Linked DNA regions of Sus scrofa: region 2 is linked to region 1. Evidence: chromatin contacts called from public HiChIP or PLAC-seq data. All regions are on one chromosome and are shown on one strand. The core of a region is the stretch at or near the end of the contact, and the rest is flanking DNA. Distances in the headings are between cores, read along the strand shown. Region 1 overlaps CNOT10 (CCR4-NOT transcription complex subunit 10). Region 2 overlaps GLB1 (beta-galactosidase).

What was found. HiChIP or PLAC-seq counts read pairs in DNA pulled down with a chosen protein or histone mark.
Region 2: a contact with region 1 is called in an H3K27ac HiChIP or PLAC-seq map of alveolar macrophages. The contact joins two enhancer-like sites. A contact is called at or near these places in 1 of 47 Hi-C or Micro-C datasets (embryonic fibroblasts) and 1 of 2 datasets of contacts at active chromatin or transcription factors (alveolar macrophages).

What each region holds. Positions count from the first base shown.
Region 1 is chr13:18,714,485-18,720,948 of Sscrofa11.1, reverse strand. The region is part of intron 11 of CNOT10 (CCR4-NOT transcription complex subunit 10); the gene reads right to left. Among named protein-coding and RNA genes, the nearest start is that of TRIM71, 44 kb to the left of the region's middle. Within about 2 kb of position 3,703, at least 6 of the 83 cell types and tissues checked have an H3K27ac peak or open chromatin away from gene starts, as enhancers often do. A contact at or near this core is called in alveolar macrophages, where this site is marked.
Region 2 is chr13:18,952,830-18,959,293 of Sscrofa11.1, reverse strand. It overlaps GLB1 (beta-galactosidase), which reads left to right. Exons shown (of 17, transcript XM_021071553.1): 2 at 6,187-6,356. Among named protein-coding and RNA genes, the nearest start is that of TMPPE, 23 kb to the left of the region's middle. Within about 2 kb of position 3,508, at least 3 of the 83 cell types and tissues checked have an H3K27ac peak or open chromatin away from gene starts, as enhancers often do. A contact at or near this core is called in alveolar macrophages, where this site is marked.

The DNA of each region.
Region 1 (6,464 bases), core at 2,454-4,953:
CCGAAACTATTAAAATATCTGCAGGTCTTGCTAAGCAATAGAATCAAGAGTAACTAAAAAAAATTTCATTCATATAGGTACTATTATCCTAAATGAAAATTCAAGGAGAGAAAAAAAACAGGGTGAATAAATACATTATGAAGATAAAAAATTTAAGTTACATTGATTTTGCTAAATTCAGTTGGAAACCTAAATTTCTGTTTGGTTTTCTACTTAAAGAGCAATCATTTAAAACAGGTCTAGCTAAAGACTTGACACTAATAGATCATTTGAATGTTAAACAACCACTCCACAAAGCAGTCTTAAAAACAAACCCCTGTCAAATAGAAGGGAGGTCTGAATGGCCAACCACAAATGATCTCAGATATAGGGTTTTGAATTACGTTCAGAAACTACAATACACATGTATATCATAAAGTGCATTTGGATTGAAATTTAAGTCTAAGGAAGACTGTAGCCATCTAGCATCACAGAGTTTTCTTATACTCTGAAAACCTCTGACTAGAAATGCCTGTCTAGTAAAAACACAGCTGGGCAAATTCAGAAGTAGCCTGTTTCCTCCTTACTGGCTCATTCCTGGTTGCTGGGACCTCAGAAAATTATCTTTAAAGGAAAAGTAGCCCCTCAACTTCTAACAGCGCAGAAAACTAGAATGAAAAATTAATAAATAAAATAATTAGGAGTTCCCAATGTGGTGCAGCGGGTTAAGACCCAGTGCTGCCTCTGAGGTGGCATAGGTTCCACCCCCAGCCCCAGGCAGTGGGCTAAGGATCTGGCATTGCCACAAGGCACAGGTCATAGCTGCTGCTTGGATTCATTACCTGGCTTGGGAACTCCCATATGCAATGGGTGAGGAAAAAAACAGAGTTCCCCTTGTGGCTCAGTGGGTTAAGGACCCAATCTCCTCACTGTGAGGATGCAGGTTCGATCCTGGCCTTGCTCAGTGGATTAAGGATCTGGCCATGTGGGCTGCAGCTGCAGCTCTTACTCAACCCCTGGCCTGGGAACTTCTATATGTGACAGGTGCTTCCATAAAAAGAAAAAATAATAAAAAGTGGAGTTCCCTTGTGGCTTAGTAGGTTAAGGATCTGGCACTGTCACTGCTGTGGTGCAGGTTTGATCCCCTGGCCTGGGAACTTCCACATGCCATGGGCATGGCCAAAAAAAAAAAAAAAAAAAGAAAAAGAAAAAGAAAAAAAGTAGATTGGCACAAGGAAATTGAAACTTATGGCTTTAGGTTATCATAAGGGCTGGAAGACTGCCCAAGCTGTTAGATACAAGCTGTTAGACAGTCTCAAGGTTAGAGTGTGTGTTGAGTCAGGACTCACATTTAATGATGAGGACCCCAGTTCACCCCTCTTCCCATCCTATCACACTGCTTCTCTGAGTCTTGTGATTTAAGACTCGACTGCCCTAAATAAATAGAATAAAATAAAACAGAAATGGGGTTCTCTTGTGGCAAGGTGGGTTAAGGATCTGGCGTTGTCACTGCAGCAGCTTGGGTTGCCACTATGATGTGGGTTCCATCTCCAGCCCAAGAGCTTTCACATGCTGTGGGTGAGGCCAAAAAAACTAGAAAGAAACGATGACATGAGTTTTCTAATGCCTACATAACTATGCACACATATGTAATCTAACCTGTTTTTTTTTTTTTTTAAAGGAACAGAACTTAATTGAAACAGTACAAGTTTAAATTTTGTTACTGAGCACATTATGTAATTTAAAATATGAACACTATTCATGGAAGAGAGTATTTTTGGGGGGGGGTGCACACTCAGCATGTGGAAGTTCCTGAGCCAGGGATTCAACCTGAGTCACAGCTGCAACCAGACCACAGCAGTGACAATGCTGGATCCCCAACTCGCTGAGCCAGAAGGGAACTCCAGGAGGGAGTAATTTAAGAGCAGACAAGTGGTGTCATTACAAAGGGAATTTCCTGTCACCCACCCCACCTCCAACGTGTCTCCAAGATCTGTCTTCACTAGCAAGGCTACCCTGTGGTCATACCCCGAGGGCAGGGGTGGATGAACTCAGACCTGAGGGCCCAAAGAAGGGAGGTTATCTCTGATTTTCTGCAGCCCTTCAGTGGTTGGGTGTATGTGGTGAGATTAGGTTGACTTAATATCCTCTTTTGGTTTATTTGTAGTTCTATTTTTAATTTAATTAATTTATTTATTTTGTAGTTTATTTATTTATTTATTTTTAAGGGCCGCACCTGAGGCATATGGAGGTTCCCAGGAAAGGCAGAGGGGGGTCAATCAGAGCTACAGCTGCCAACCTATGCCACAGCCACAGCAATGTGGGATCCCAGCTGCATCTGCAACCTACACTGTAGTTCAGGGCAACACCAGATCCTTAACCCACTGAACAAGGCCAGTGATCAAACCTGCATTCTATGGTTACTAGTTAGGTTCATTACCACTGAGCCACAAGGGGAAGTTAGAAAAAGAATGATTTTTAAAGGCCTAGGTCTCCAGAGGTCCAAGATCACCATCAGCTCAGGGTCAACGTGAATAAAAAAATTAAAATGTCACAAAATTTAATATCCAATGGGATTCTGCTATATAGCACAGGGAACTATATATCTAATCACTTGTGGTGGAATATGATGGAGGATAATGTGAGAATGTATATATACACATGACTGGGTCACTTCACTGTACAGCAGAAACTGACAGAACATTGTAAATCAATCATAATGAAAAATTTAAAAGAAAAATTTAATATTCATTTTCATCTGTGATTTTGCCAAAGGCCAGGGCAAAGCATTAGCTCCTTAAAAGCAGAAGCCTGGGAGCTCCCTGGTGGCTCAGTAGGTTAAGGAATCTGGCGTTGACTCTGTCTGTGGTGGTTCGGGTTTGAACCCGGCCCAGTACAGTGAGTGGGTTAAGGATCTGGCATTGCTGCAGCTGTGGTGAAGATCGAAGCTGCAGCTCAGATTTGACCTCTGGCCTGGGAACTTTGATAAACTCTGGGTGCAGGGTGGGGGTTGGAGGGAAGCAAAAGCCTGCATCTTTTGTTTCTTACACAAAGACTTCAGCAGTTTTTCAGCATCTGCAGTGGGTGTTCAATAGGTAATCACTTAAGACCACCACCTTCAGTGTTTTAGACTTACTGCCTCAGGCACCCAGACTTTAACCTGTCCTGCCGGCAGGCCACCTTGCTGACAAAACCAACTCCCTCACAGCTCCCAAACACAGGGGAGTCATCCTGCAGGCTCTGGATCCTAGAGTCCAGGACAGCCCTCACCTCAGGCATGCTTGCTGGGAAAAGCCTGCCCTGGCCTCTCCTGACAGTAGGGGGCTATTACCGCTCCAGCCCACTGTCAAGCCCACTTTGGGTCCAGAAATCAGTCATGTAAGATTTGCAGCAGGATTCTATATTCCAAACCATAATTATGTATAAGGAAAAATCTGTTTTCCTTAGCTTTTACTTCTTTCCTAAGATACCATACCAAATTACAAGAGGGTGAAACATTCTAATAATAAAATAAACTTCCTATGAAAAAGTACTTAAACATGTGAATGCAAAACTTTTGGGCTGGCATTCTGATTAAGTCATCAGATTAAGCAAGTTTCACTGCACAAAACAAAAACTAACATTTATGTTCCTCTTTTCAGAGGCCTTCCAGGCCATCCTAACTAGTCTCTCACCGCCCTCACTCACCCTCTTCCTCTTAGAAAGTAACACTCCGCTCTGCATAATTCCTGCAGACTAGTCACACGAGAAACATGCACAGTTCTATCTATTAAGCCTCTGGAGAAATCACTTTACTTTTGATAGCTGCTACTTAAAATACTGATGACCCCCCCCCCCCACAATCTGCCCCACTACTTCCTTGAGTCACTGTCCAATCTGCTTTACCAACCACTCAGTGGATCTGACAGTTCATCAGACTGGAAGAACTATACCTCAAGGGAAGGGACACACCAGCTTCTCCCCCCTGTGGGGGATCTGACACAACCCCACACTCTCCTCCACAAGCTGAAGCTGGCTGTAGGTCCACAGAGCACCAACCCTCGGAAAAGAAAAGAACAAGAAAGATGAAGAAGAAAGAAAGAAGACCAGTGGGGGTAAAATTTTCCTTAAAGGACCAAACTATAGTAATGAGCTACATAAGACCGGGCATTAAAATCTGTTGGGCCATGTATTCTGTGAGTAAAATGAATCTATGTCAAATGCCTGAAAGAGCTTAATCCATATCAAATGAGGCTAAAATGAGGGTAAATTCAGTTACCACTTGTCAAAGGAAAACAAATTCACAAAGCAACCTCAAGGCAAATGTTATTTTAAAAATTGGCTCAGAAAATCCTGTAGGATCTCCTGTTGTGGCTCAGTGGGTCACGGATCCAGCATTGCTATAAGCTGTGATGTAGGTTGCAGACGTGGCTCAGATCCCATGTGGCTGTGGCTGTGGCATAGGCTGGCAGCTGTAGCTCTGATTCAACCCCTAGCCTGGGAACTTCCATATGCTGCATGTGTGACCCTAAAAAGCAATTCCCCCCCCCAAAGAAACCCCCTCAAAACCCAACATGTAAAGATTTCTTCTAAAAGAAGGATTATGGTATGGAATTTTAAAATTTAAAAAATATATATTTCAAGCTGTTTCATTTACTTACAACAGTCTAGAAAATGTTAAACTTGTCAACTTCCAAATCTTAAAAAAATTTAAGTTAAATAAGTTTTTCAAGTCATACCTTCTGTAAGCATTTTACTTCCTAATAACAGTTCTGTGCAAAAAGAATAGGAGTTCCCGTCGTGGTGCAGTGGTTAACGAATCCGACAAGGAACCATGAGGCTGCGGGTTCAATCCCTGGCCTTGCTCAGTGGGTTAAGGATCTGGCGTTGCCGTGAGCTGTGATGTAGGTTGCAGACGCGGCTTGGATCCGATGTTGCTATATGGCTCTGGCTGGTGGCTACAGCTTCGATTCGACCCTTAACCTGGGAACCTCCATATGCTGCGGGAGCCGCCCAAGAAAAGGCAGAAAGACCAAAAAAGAAAAAAGAATCTTACTGTCAAACACACCCCAAGTCCAACACTAATAGAAGCTCAATTCAAAGAAGCTGAAGTTTTCTTCTTTAACCAAAAATAACCTTTCAAGGAACCCAGTCCTACCCCAAGCAGCAAATAAAATGCAAGTCACAGACACAGAGTTTTATTCATGGACAGGACCTTAAGATTGCTCAATGCAACTTGCTTCTTTGACAAGAGGAAAGAAAGGTCCCAAACAGTTAAATGATTTGTTCAATGCCAGTAGGAGCCCTGTGTGGTCTCTCAAGAGTGGGAGACCACTGAAGAATTATTGTAACCCTGGCTTGTAATCAGTCTGATCACCAGTATACCTAAATGGGGTCCTAGGACTCAGATGTGAATTCTGCCGGCGTGAACACAAGGTGCTGATGAGGTGAAGAATATGTCATACAGGCAGGTTCCCTCTTTGGTAGACTATATTAGATGAACAAGTTTTAGTAGGATCACTATCTTTTTTTTGGCCCTGCCTGTGGAATATGGAAATTCCTGGGCCAGGGATTAAACCCATGTGACAATGCTGGATCCTTAACCTGCTGAGTTACTAGGGAACTCCATTCATTTACAAGACTGAAATGGGGCTGGGTCTCTAGCAAGAATAATATGAGATTCAAAAGATAATTAGCCATAACCCTGTTTTAGGTATGAGCTACAACAGAATAACTTGGCTAAGACCAAGAGAAATATGATTCCTAAAGTACACTAAAACTGCCTGTAATATTTATGTTATCAACCATTTGCTTGACTCATCTTCTTCCATAAACACTGGGCCATGGGAGGTCCCTTTTAACTGAATGGGAAATAATTCACTGAATGTCACATCAAAGTCCAAAAGTACTAATTAAGGCTCCATAATTTATATTTGTGAAATAACTGGGCCTAATTAATTCTGGTCTGAACATTTCTTTTTATCCATTTTGAGCCTCTTATTAAAAAAAAAAAAAGACAAACTGAAATTTCATTTTTATTTTGTATGCTGTGATTTTAATTTCTTTCTCCCCCTCCCCCACTTTTTCCTTATGGCCATGCCTGTGGCATATGGAAGTTCCTGCGTCAGGGATCAAACGGGAACTCCCCGATTTTACTTTCTTATACAGATGTTTGCAATGTTGGCCCCAACATTATGTCCTACCCTTTTCCAGTTCCGTTATACTCTTTTCCAGGTTCTAGAGAAGCCTCCAATTTAGTTTTAGAAATTAAAAGTTAGCTAATATCACAATCTCAGAATGAATAACAAAAATGTCCTAGAGTTCCCATTGTGGCTCAGTGGGTTACGAACCCAACAAGTATCTATGAGGATGCAGGATCAATCCCCGGCCTCAATCAGTGGGTTAAGGATCCAGTGTTGCCCTGAGTTCAGGTGTAGGTCGCAGATGCAGCTGGAATCCCACACTGCTGTGGCCGGCAGCTGTAGCTGTGATTTGACCCCTAGCCT
Region 2 (6,464 bases), core at 2,259-4,758, 240 kb before region 1:
CGGCAACGCCAGATCCTTAACCCACTGAGCAAGGCCAGGGATCAAACCCGCAACCTCGTGGTTCCCAGTCGGATTCGTTAACCACTGCACCACCACGGGAACTCCGGCACATATGTGTTTTAAAAAACACCTTTTGGGAATTCCCATCGTGGCACAATAGAAACCAATCTGACTAGGATCCATGAGGACGTAGGTTAAATCCCTGGCCTCGCTCAGTGGGTTAAGGATCCGGTGTTGCTGTGGCTGTGGTAAAAGCCAGCCTCTACAGCTCTGATTGGACCCCTAGTCCGGGAACCTCTATATGCCTCTGGTGTGCCCCCCCCCAAAAAAAAGCAGCAAAAAACAAAACAAAACCAAAAAAACCACCTCTTGGAGTTCCTGTCATGGCACAGTGGAAACAAATCCGACTAGGAACCATGAGGTTTCAGGTTCAATCCCTGACCTCACTCAGTGGGTTAAGGATCTGGCATTGCCATGAGCTGTGGTGTAAGTCTCATAGTGGCTCGGATTCCGTGTGGCTGTGTCTGTGGTGTAGGCCAGCAGCTGAATCTCCAATTAGACCCCTAGCCTGGGAACCTCCTGTGCCATGGGTGTGGCCCTAAAAAAAAAAAGAGCAAAAAAAAAAAAAAACCCCAAAATCAAAAAAACCACCTCTTGACTTTCTCTTTTTTCTGTACATTTCAGAGATCTCTCCACAGTGACAAGAGTCTATCCATATAACTCTTGGGAACTACGTAATATTTCATGTGTGTGTGTTATGTGTGTGTACATTCATGTTGCAGTATGCATACCATGGAAAACATAATTTATTTCATCGGTCAACTTTACATTTTTATTTATTTCCATTTTCATTGAGAAATAGTTGACATACATCACTGGATAAGTTTAAAGTGAATAGCATGATAGTTTGGTTTGCATACTGTGAAATGATGACCACAGTAGGTTCAGCTAACATTCATCTTCTCACATAGATACGATAAAAAGGAAAGAGAAAAAGAGAGACATTTTTCTCCTTATGATGAGAACTCATACTCTCTTAACAACTTTCCTATATATCATACAGCAGAGTTATTTATAGTCCTCGTGTTGTACGTTACATCCTGGTACGTAATTATCTTATAAATGGAATTTGGCCACCTTTCTCCAGTTCTTCCTGCTCCTGGCCTTTTTGTTGTTTTGTTGTTCTTTTTTTTTTTTTTTTTTTTTTTTTTTTTTTTTTTTTAGGGCTGCACCTTGAGCATAAGGAAGTTCCCCAGGCCTGGGGTTGAATTGGAGCTGTAGCTGTCGGTCTGTGCCACCACCTTAGCAACGCAGGACCCAAGCTGCGTCTGCAACCTACAACACATCTCACAGCAACACTAGATCCTTAATCCACTGAGTGAGGGCAGGGATTGAACGTGTGTCCTCATAGATACTAGTCGGGTTCGTTTCTCTTGCACCACGACAGGAACTCCCTGCTCCTGACTTTTTAAGTTGTATCAAAATTTTACTAGGAAAAATTTGCACACATACAGAGAATTGAAAACATTTTATACCCACCATTCAAATTCTACCATTAACATATTACCATTAATCTATCCTTCCATCCATCAACTCATTTTATATTTGGGATGAATTTCAGAGTAAGTTGCAGACATCAGTATTCTCCCCCTCAAGTATATCAGCATGTATATCATTAACTAGAGGTCAGTATTTGTTTATGGCCCCTTTTCTCCTTTTAAGTTAACACTTCACATACAATGAAATACACAAATCTTAAGTATACTATTTGATGAGTTTTGACAAATGCATATACCTAGTAATTCAAAACCCTAAGTTAGCTATAGAACATTTCCACTGCCCCAGAAATTTCCTTCATGTTCCTTCCAAAACATTTTTTTTTTAATGGCTGCACCTGTGGCATGGAAGTTCCCAGGCCAGGGACTGAAATCTGAGCTGCAGCTACAACCTATACTGTAGCTGTGGCAATGCCAGATCCTTTAACCTGGCTGGGCTGGGGATGAAACCCACACCTCTGCAGCGACCCAAGCTGCTGCAGGTGGATTCTTAACCTACTGCACCACAGTTGGATTCTTAACCCACTGTGCCAGAGGGGAAACTCCTCCAAACATTGTTATTTTCTAACGATACTCTTTTATTTTTATTTTATTGAAAAAATGGTCTATAATAGTTTTAGTTTTAGGTGTACAGCACAGTGATTCAGTTATACACATATATGTATGTATTGTATATATATATTTTGTATTATATATATATACTTTTCCAGAATCTTTTCCATTATAGGCTATTGCGAAATATTGACTAGATTTCCCTGTGCTATATAGTAGGCCCTTATTGTTTATCTGTTTTATGTATAGCAGTGTGTATCTGTTAATCCCAAACTCCTATTTATCCTTCCCCCCACCCCCCACAACACTCTGTTTTGTTTTGTTTTAATGCTGTCAACTTGTCAGAGCAATTCTATCAGGGGGCTTTTAGAATGTCCTGTGTTTCAGATTTGGCTTATTGCTTCCATGTGGTATTGTTAGATTCAGGTTCAACTGAGATTTAAGTTCATTAATAAGTACTGCTTCTAGGTGGGGCTGTGTACTTTCTGTTAAATCTCAACAGGAGTCTCCATGTTTATGAGGTTGACAGTGAGCAGAGGGATCATGTAGAATCTGCCTGATCTCTTCCTTAGAAAATTCCATCAAGCCTGCTGATGGTTTTAGCCTCCACTGATGATTATAGCTGAAGTCCATTATTTCATTAAATGTTAGAAAAAGGTGTTTTCAGATTCTGTTATTCCATCTGCATTTATTCGGTGGAATTCTGTGAAGAATTTTCCATTATCAACCTTTTGGTTACCCTGAAATATAGTGTTTATATGAAAGAGAAATAAGCTGTTTGGTTCTTTCCTTTTATCATTTCTGGAGTGAGGAGTTGGTACTCTAGCAATCTCCAGAGGTGACTGGTGAATTCTTTTTTCCTTCTGTGTATCATTCTGAACCCATAGGTGTTAATATTCTTGGAGCCTTTTGTGTTTTTTTCCAGTTGATATGTCTCTTAAGCTTCTCTCTCAAAAAAAAAAAAAAAAAATGCTCAAAATGTTCTACCTGAAGCCAGTGGGAGCCTCGCCAGTTTAGGCCCCATGTCTATGCTACACCTAGTCCCCAGTTCTGTGGGTTCCTCCTGCCCACTGCCCACCTTGCTGCCACTAGCATAGTCCATGACTCTGCTTCCTGTATTGCCCCTTCAGGAAAAGACCAGAGTGCCAAATATTTGAAAATACATGTCTGATCCTATCACTCTTCTGCTTAAGTTGCTCTCCATAGCTCTTGGCATAAAGTCCAGGCCCTTGGACGTGGACTTCAGGGAATCATTCAGTCTGGCCCCAGCCTGTCCCCTCCATTTCTGCTGTGCTTTATCAGTGTTGAGGTTCCCTGCAGCTGGCCCTCCCTCCCCAGAGCTCACGGTTCCTCTGCCTGTGTCACTCATCCCCTTGGCTAACTCTTCCTCATCCTGGGGCTCAGCTTAGCCCAGTCATTCTCAAATCTGGCTGTACATTACCTCATCTGGGCAGCTTGAAGGAATACCAGTGCCTGGGCTCCATCCAAGATCAATTAATATCTGCATGTCTGGGCGACGAGGCCTGACCTTTCTATTTTGGAAAGTTTGCACAGGTAATTCTGATGTGTAGCCAAATTTGAGAACCACAGTTTGGGGTGTTCTTTCCTTTGGGAAACCTGTCCTCATCCCTGGGTTACGGGCCATTTGTTAATGTTGCTTCCAATGCTCCTTCTGCTCTAATGATCCCCCCTCCCCAGCTTTACTGAGATATAATTTGATGGATAACTATGTGTGTGTGAGGCGTACAGCCTGGTGATCTTAGCCTCATTTTACCATCCAAGCCTCACCATGTTGACTCTCAGGTTTCTCCGTGCTTGATGGGAGCTTCTTGTGGGCTGTGGCCACATCTGTGTGGTTCCTTTCTTATTACTCAGCACATAGTAGGTGTTTGTAATATAATATTTGTAAGTGGTTGGTGGGTAGGTATTTGGGCTGGGTTTTGAGGCTACTTGAATTCAGGGATGGTGCTCTGCTGTGTGGGATGAAGGCCGAATTTGACTGTCTGCCAAGATCATTTCTTTCCAATCTCATCTTCTCCTCCAAACCCCTTCCCTTCGACAAACAGACTTCAGACAGCTCTTGCCTTTTCTGAGTTCTGCCCAAAGTTGCTCACTCCTTTTCTACCTATGCAAAGAATTTTCTCAGCCTTTTTTTTTTTTTTTTTTTTTTGGCCACACCCCTGGCATGTGGAAGTTCTTAGGCCAGGGATCAAGCCCATGCCACAGCAGCAACCTGAGCTGCTGCAGTGACAACACCAGTTTCTTAATTCACAAAAGAACTCCCCCAACCAACATAGCATTTGTGAGAAACCCTTATTTGACATTTAATCATGTGCATGTTGTAAGATGTTTTCAAAATCATCCCTTGGGGCATCTGATGTCAGAAATAATTTTTATATTTTTGTGAGTTTCTTGCTTTTGAATGGCAATTAAAGCACTGTTTACTAGAAGAATAAAGAGATATTAAATTGACACTCTGACCTTTAAAAAAAAAAGATTCTTAAGGAGTTCCCTTTGTGGCTCAGTGGTTAACGAACCCGACTAGGAACCATGAGGTTGTGGGTTCAATCCCTGGCCTTGCTCAGTGGGTTAAGTATCTGGCGTTGCTTGAACTGTGGTGTAGGTTGCAGATGCAGCTGAGATCTGATGTTGCTGTGGCTGTGGTGTTAGGCTGGCAGCTATAGCTCCAATTGGACCTGTAGCCTGGGAACCTCCATATGCCATGGGTGAGGCCCTAAAAAGAAAAAGGTTGTTTTGTTTGTTTGTTTTAAAAAAAAAAAAAAGCCTGTGAATACATAAGGAATCTTATCAACAATGTTGGATGCTAATTACATGGATTTTTATAGCCTTGTCCCGTTGGCACCTGAGGCCTGTTGCTTCCTTTTTCCATCCACCAGAGGGCAGTGTTCTATTCTGCCTCACAGCTTCCCCCTTTGGACTCTTCCCTTTTTTCTTTTTAATGTTTTGGGGTTTTTGGTCTTTTTTTGTGTGTGTGTGTTTTGTTTGTTTGTTTGTTTTTGCTTTTGTTTTTTTTTTTTGGCCATTCCCACAGCATTCGAAAGATCCCTAGGCCAGGGATAGAATCCAAGCCACAGCAGTGACAACACCAGATCCTTAACCACTAGGCCACCAGGGAACTCCTCCAGGTCTTTCTTTTCAAATTCTAGCTTTTCAACTCTGGAAGTGATTGCCAAAGAGTGTTTCTAGAAATTTGTTTTGACTTCTAGGAGTTCTCCTGTGGCACAGTGCATTAAGAATATGGCATTGTCACTCTAGCAGCTTGGGTCACTGCTGTGGCTCAGATTTGATCCCTGGCCCAGGAACTTCCACATGCTGCAGGCATGACCAAAAAAAGAAAAAAGAAAAAGAAGAAATTTGATTTGACTTCTAGAAAATCTTACATCTTATATCATGACCCAATGCAACTCTCTATGTGCATATATAACAAAAGTTTCATGAAATAACACTTGTCTTTACTCTGTGTAATGCACTGATTTTTCTCTACTCTCTTTCATTAAAAAAGTGCCGACCATTACCCAGATTGAGCTCCTGACTCACAGACTGGGTTGCAGATATTGCCTTAAAGTTCATTTAGCCCGGCATCCTCTGTTTTTTTGGATGAAGAGATGCAGGATTAGAGAGAGATGCTCAGTCACTGTGGGACTCAGAGCAGCACCTATGATGAGGCTTCAGGCCTTCAGATTCTACTCTGTTGCTTTCAGCTCAGCGACATTCCTGTTGAAGTACATCCAGTACTCTAGCAGGTCCGCGCGACATTCCTGTTGAAGTACATCCAGTACTCTAGCAGGTCCCGCGACCCGGGGCTTTGTCATAAGAGCTCCCTGCGGCAGGGTTTTCTCTTTGGGAATATAACTTCCACAGCCACTGATGGCCACACTGGTGACTGTGTCTGGAATCCTGAATGTGGATCCTCCCTGCCCTAACTTAGCTGTAGTTTATCACTCAGAACCAAGCACAGACACAGACTAAATGGGTGGGGAGTCACTTGCCACCGTCAAAGTGTCTGCTTCTGAAATGCAGATGGAAGTTCTCGTGTGGTCTTGTCCTTGCTCTGCAGAATGCCCCCCTGAGGACTTTCAAGATCGACTACAACCGTAACTGCTTCCTCAAGGATGGCCAGCCGTTCCGCTACATCTCAGGAAGTATTCACTATTTCCGCATGCCCCGCTTCTACTGGAAGGACCGGCTGCTGAAGATGAAGATGGCCGGGCTGAATGCCATTGAGACGTAAGTAGGAGGCTGGGCCCTCACCTGGGCCTGGACACCCACCCTGGAGGGAGGGTCCAGCTGCATCTCTCGGGGCAGCGGTTTCACTGTTCAGAACTGGGACTAGCA